Linked DNA regions of Callithrix jacchus: region 1 is linked to region 2. The links are chromatin contacts, called in public Hi-C maps. All regions are on one chromosome and are shown on one strand. Each heading gives the region's core, a stretch centred on a gene start, on an enhancer-like site or on the middle of the called end of the contact. The rest is flanking DNA. Distances are from core to core; before and after follow the strand shown. Region 1 holds the start of MRPS23 (mitochondrial ribosomal protein S23). Region 2 holds the start of SRSF1 (serine and arginine rich splicing factor 1).

Region 1 (3,208 bases), core at 240-2,739, 160 kb before region 2:
GTGTGTTCAACAAAAAGCTGAACTAAAAAAAAAAAGGAAAAACTATTGCCACTGAGCTTAAGAAAAAGAAAAAACAAGAAAATGGATGCTAAAAAAAAAAGAAGGAACACATGATGTTCCTTCAAATTCCTAGTGATTTTTATTTTTAAATCTCTTAGACTTTTAACCATCTTTTTATCTGAGTGGCTTCAAAGATCTGGACTACTAGCTCCATAGAACTGTTCCTCCTATCTCCACTGGGGGAGAAGGCACAATGACCATCATAAGCTTGGAGTCAGAGATGTGATTCCCAGATCTGCCACCCTCCTATGTTTTTAATAATTACAAGAATTTGGCTAATTTCCTTGAGCCTCGAAGTCTTCTTGAATAAAATGGAAACAAGAATACCTACCTTATAGGTTAGAGTAAGGCCTACTAGAGAATGAGATAATGCTTACAAAGAGCTTGGAACAGTGCCTGGCACAAAGCAGATGCTCAGAAACATGCAGCTATAATTGCAATGATTTCTCAGTAGCTGGGCTCCAGATTCCACTTTTCAGAACTTGTTTCACTATGGGGAAGGAGTGCTGTTCCCCAATTTGGCTAGATAAGCCTTCCCCACAGGGTAAGCCCCTATCTCAATGTCATATTTAAATTACCAGACTGCTAGTGAAACCTTCCTTTCTGAAGTTCTGTTGCCTCCCGTATACTATAGGGCTTTGCACTCACGCTCTGATCCGATCCTCGTGGTACCAGATGTCCTGGATGGAAGCTTTGGCTTTGCCATATCGCAAGCGGGGCCTACGGAAGATGGGCTCTCTCAGAGGGGGAAAGGCGTTATATACGTCAAACCACAGGGGCTTCTCCTTCAGCACCCCAGCCCGCATCAGGTCCCGAGTCCTTAGGGAGGGAGCAAAACGAAACTCGGTCACTGGCAGTAGCCTGCCAAAGCCCCTGAATCAGTCTAGCACAGCTTGGGACATTAAAGGTATCATGCGGTCTGCAACACAGAACGGGGGAAGGACTGCTCCCCACCTACAGGGAAGGTCTGTCCCACATCCCAAACCAAACTAACAACGCTCAGGGGTTAAATCCCTCTATCTTCTTTTGTGCGTCCCACCCACGATCAGTCACGGAAAAATTCAAGAGCGGTCTAGTCAGGCCCATCAGGCTCTTCCTTCCTTTCTCTTCCTAGAGACCTCCACTAGAAGAGGGACAGCTGTAATAATCTTTAACGTGACACATAAGTTCAAAGAGAGGCATCGTCAGACACAACTATTCCGAGCCAGGAGAGAACATGAGAGAGGGCCTCACCCGGCTCAGCCCCCGCACCCTGCAGAACGCGTCCCCCCTGCTCAGGTCCCCCCCAAGGAAGAGCGTGACCGGCTGAGAACCCCAGCCTGGGAAAGGCACCCTCAGCCCACCGCGGCTCGTAGCACACACCGCGAGAAGATGCTCCCTACGGTTTCCAATCGACTGCCTGCCATGATGAGCGCCTGAGACAGAGTGTGACTAGCTGCTACCGGAACCGGAAGCGGCTGCGCCAGGTAAAGGGCTCAAAAGTTGCTAGCCGAGCCAAGGATCACTGCGCTTTCACTGCAGGAGAGCAGCGCAGGCAGAAGCAAGTGATAGGCCGAACGGGAGCGTTCTGAGGCTACTTGCCAGGTTAAGGCAGGAGCATTCGATAGCAGAGCCAAAAAGGCGGAAGCGAGCCAAAGCCGGACAGAAGTAGTAAATGACCGAGCTGGGGGAGGGATTCATTATGGTGGTTACTTCATTCATTCTTTCCTTGTTGAGCCAACTCCTCTGAAAAGGTGGGGCCGCGCGGAGGGGAAATAATGAGTCACAGCGGGGGTGAGGCTCAGCCTAAGTCCCGGGGAAGCCAACAAAGGCCGAGATTTGAGGTCACCATCTCTTGGCCCAAGCTTAGCCTGATGCTGTTCAGAGTCACAGACTACGCAGAAGAAAACCAAGGCCAGGGAGGGGCCGTCACTTGCCCAGGGTCAAGCTAGGCTAGATCTCGGGCCTCCGCCTCTGTGTAGTGCTCCCCACTCAGCCCCTCGTCCTCGGAGTGCCACCTGCATCCACGCTAACTGGGATACTGGCTGCAACTGGTGTTTCCCGAGGCCGGTGTCGCGGGCTAGCTCCTCCTTGGAGCTCGAAAAGTGAAAGTGTCCGGAACAAACAAACGGCGAGAAGGAAACGAAAAAATCTGGAGAAAGTCATCTCTCAGTGTTAAGCTGTAAAAAAAAAAAAAAAAAATGCAAGCTGTGTGTGCATAACCTTTGATCCAGTAATCATATTTTGGGGAAAGAACCCCACAGAAATTAAAGCATCATTTCATGAGGATGTTTGCGCAGGGATCATCGTTGCAACATTGTAGTGGGGAAAGAAAAATCCATCAGATGAGAAATGTCTGGAAAATTATTTTTCATACCTTTTTTGGAATCCTATGCAGCTATTAAAATGAATGAGCTAGATCCATATGTATTTACCTAGGTTAACGTACATGATTTATGTTTAAATGATAAATGAAGTTTCAGAGAAACATGTTTAATGGAATCTCAACTCATAAGAAAAAGAAAACACTTCTATGTATGTTTGTGTTTTGAGGATAGAAATTCTGCAGAAGGACACCCAAGGGTGTAAACATTGAATATCTCGAAGTGAAATTGCAGGCAGGGAAGGGAGACTTTTTTTTTTCTTTATGTATGCCTCAGAGCCTGACTTGTCAAGAGTTTGTATTCATATTTGAACTTTTAATCCAGTGAATGTTTTGAATCACACACAATATCTCCTGGGAACCAAGTCAAGTCATCCTAGAATCCTCCCACTCTGAGGCTGGTGAGGGGGAGGAAGGACTGTTTGATGAGTAGTTACTGCTCTTGTGTGTTTATCTTACTGAATCCACATACCTTCCCACAAGGTAGCTATTAACATCCTCATTATAGATGAGAAAGCACGGCCTCAGGAAGTTAAATAACTTGTCTGATAAGCAACTGATAGAGTCAGCCTGGGGCAGGGCAGGGGGCGGGGGCAGCCAGAGCCCTTTCCAAGACCTCACAATGCCGCTTAAGCTATGCCTAAAGCTGGAGGGTGGTAGGCTCAAGAGTCCAGCAAAACAGGCTCCGTCTACAAGGCAGGGATCCAGTGATTTGAGACCCAGAGCTAACCTGAGGTGGGTTTCACTGCTGCCTCCAGACCCTCTGGAACAGAGAAGAGAGAGCAA
Region 2 (2,960 bases), core at 200-2,699:
GATCTAAACTTAGTGTTATCCAGTTTTCGAACTGCATAGGTCATATCTTCTTTCCGTACAAACTCCACGACACCAGTGCCATCTCGGTAAACATCAGCATAACATACATCACCTGCTTCACGCATGTGATCCTTTAAATCCTGCCAACTTCCACTTGGAGGCAGTCCTGAAAAAGCGATTTTTTTTCTTAGTATCAATTATCTTAAATTTCACGTTAAGCTGATAAGGTACATTAGGACAAAGAGTACTTTAAAATACTTAATAGTTGTACTTAAGTGATACCAGGTAAAGAGCTGGTAAGATTCTGGAATCCAGAGTCCAAAATTATTTGTAACGGATCTTCGTATCTAGTACCGCAACCTAATTTGGTAAATCACCACAGCAGCAATCCTCGTTTATTAAATTCACCCAAAAACTAAAGCAATTTAAGACCTAGCATGAAAAATTTGCAATTGTTAAACCGGTCACGCAAGAGAAAATTTTTAAGTAGTTTCCGTCCCTTCACATCAACCACACAACCGGTAGACTTACCAGAGACAACCACTCTGTTTTCAGACCGCCTGGATGGGGGGCCATAGCGACCTCGGGGAGCTCCGCCACCTCCACCCCCGCCGCCTCCTCGGCCTGTTCCACGGCCGCTTCGAGGAAACTCCACCCGCAGACGATATCCATCGTAATCATAGCCGTCGCGACCATACACCGCGTCTTCCGCGTCCCTGCGGGATCGTAGACAGTAAAAGGCATGAGAAAGACCAGGAGGAGAAGATCGCTCAGTCGGGAACCAGCGAACCCCCCGCACATGCGCACCCAACGTGGAAGAGCCCACATGCGCCGCATAATGGGAATGACCCCTCCCCCACCCAGAAACACGCCAGGCTCCCAGCCACTACACCAGCCCTCAGCGCCTCAGTTTCCCGCTCCAGCCTGCGAATGGGCTCCGGGGACGTCCAAGGCGAGGCGCCAGAGAAGCCACACCAACTCAGCTCCTCACTCGACTCCTGCATGGGCGATACAGTCTCGCCCCATCCTCTCTAAGAGCCCCCGCCTTCCCGTTCTCTATATTAAGGCCTTGGAGTCTTCCCCGACCACTCGGACCTATTTCCTCAAGGCTGCAAGCCCCATGCCGCCTCACCGCGGGTCCTCGAACTCAACGAAGGCGAAGGGCGGTCCCCCGCGGCGATTCTTGAGATCGATGTCGCGGATAGCGCCGTATTTGTAGAACACGTCCTCAATGTCCTTGGTTCGGATGTCTGGAGGTAAGTTACCCACGTAAATGCGGCAATCGTTGTTCCCTGCGGGGCCACGAATCACACCACCTCCCGACATGGCGGCGACGAAAAACGTGGACTCGAGAACGGGCCTTCCCACCAAGCCTAGCGCACGGCAGAGCAAGCCCGCAGCGGCACCACGTCTCCCGCGGCCCCTCCAAAATGGCGCCTTTATCAGTTCGGCGCACGGATATGGGGGGGGGGGGAGACAGAGGAAGAGAAGCGGAAGGAAACAGCGATTCGATCCCAACACGCACGCGCTGCGAAGACTACGTTCAACGTACGCGCGCGCACGCACGCGCGACGTCACCCTCCGCACGAAGGGGGAAAAAAAGTCCCCCGCGTTCCCGGCTTGGGGTGGTTTGCGAATAGAGTGGCCGTTTGGTAAAAGTTAAATAAAGAACTCTCTCTAAAGGAGCTAGTCTTCCAGGTCGGGTCTTGAAGGACAGTCAGTTTCCCCAGGAATGAGGATCTCTGAAAGCAACTCGGCGCCTTGAAAGGACTTGGTGAAACCTAGCCTAGAGCCTTGTCCCACCATGCTCTGCGGCGATAACGGCCTTTGGCGGGAAGGAGTCTCGGGGGCGGGGCCAAAGGGGGAGGGACCGGGCGGTTGCTCCGGAAACCCAGGCATCCTTGTAGAGTGCGTCTAGTTCAGAGCTGAGGTGCCATTGGAGAGCTGGGGCGTTGGTTTGTCTTCCCTCTCCTCCTGCGAACAGGGCGTGGCTCCTTAGACAATGAGATTTGTCTAATTTAGCAAAACCGATTTCGATTCCTAAATAAATCCTCTTCACTAAGTACCGTTCCACCTTCTGGTCAGAACTTTGCATAGCTTAGTTCAGCACTCCTTGTGCTTAGTCGCGGTGGGTAGGTCGTACTAGCTATCCGGAAGGGGTGAAAACACCGTACCGCCTCTGGGACCCACACCTCTGTATCTCTTGTTAGTCGCCTATCCGTGGGACTGGCGCAAAAGATTTGCAAATTTGTTTCCGTTGTTTCCTTTCAAATAAAGAGAAGGAAGAAGGGGTGCGTGTGTGCAGTTTTCCCTAAAAGTTACTGATATACCAGGTTTTGAAACTACCAGTCCTCTCAGGTAATAAAATGGAGCGAAATGGATGTGAGAACCGTAACCACTAGAGACCGCGGTTGCTACTCAGGACTGTGATCTACTTGCCTGCAGTCTTGGGAGATAATATTTTACATTTTTTTCCGACGTCTAAAATCTAGATTTTTTATGTTAAATCCAGGGATTTTTAAGGTAATGAATTCAAATTAAAATCAGGCTGGGCGTGGTAGCTCACGCCAGCACTTTGATGGGCGGGTCACATTGAGGTCAGTAGTTCAAGACCAGCTTGGCCAACATGGTGAAAACCAATCGCGGTGGCTCACGCCTGTAATCCCAGCACTTTGGGAGGCCGAGGCGGGTGGATCACGAGGTCAAGAGATCGAGACCATCCTAGTCAACATGGTGAAACCCCGTCTCTACTAAAAAATACAAAAAATGAGCTGGGCATGGTGGCACGTGCCTGTAATCCTACCTACTCGGGAGGCTGAGGCAGGAGAATTGCCTGAACCCAGGAGGCAGAGGTTGCAGTGAGCCGAGATCGCGCCATTGCACTCCAGCCTGGGTAACAATAGAGAAACTCCGTCTCAAAAAATAAATAAATAAATAAATAAAAATAAAAAGCCAGGTGT

The links. A called contact is a pair of places that touch in the nucleus more often than the background predicts.
Region 1: a Hi-C map of skeletal muscle shows a contact between it and region 2, with 4 times the contacts expected there. The contact joins the promoter of MRPS23 here to the promoter of SRSF1 in region 2. A contact is called at or near these places in 3 of 3 Hi-C or Micro-C datasets (induced pluripotent stem cells and skeletal muscle).

What each region holds. Positions count from the first base shown.
Region 1 is chr5:108,484,050-108,487,257 of calJac240_pri, reverse strand. MRPS23 (mitochondrial ribosomal protein S23) reads right to left here and starts at 1,489. Exons shown (of 5, transcript XM_008997311.5): 1 at 1,423-1,489; 2 at 709-780. The coding sequence starts at 1,466.
Region 2 is chr5:108,329,250-108,332,209 of calJac240_pri, reverse strand. It overlaps SRSF1 (serine and arginine rich splicing factor 1), which reads right to left and starts at 1,449. Exons shown (of 6, transcript XR_013535848.1): 1 at 1,133-1,449; 2 at 532-716; 3 at 1-166. LOC128932145 reads left to right here. Exons shown (of 2, transcript XM_054256231.2): 2 at 1-2,276.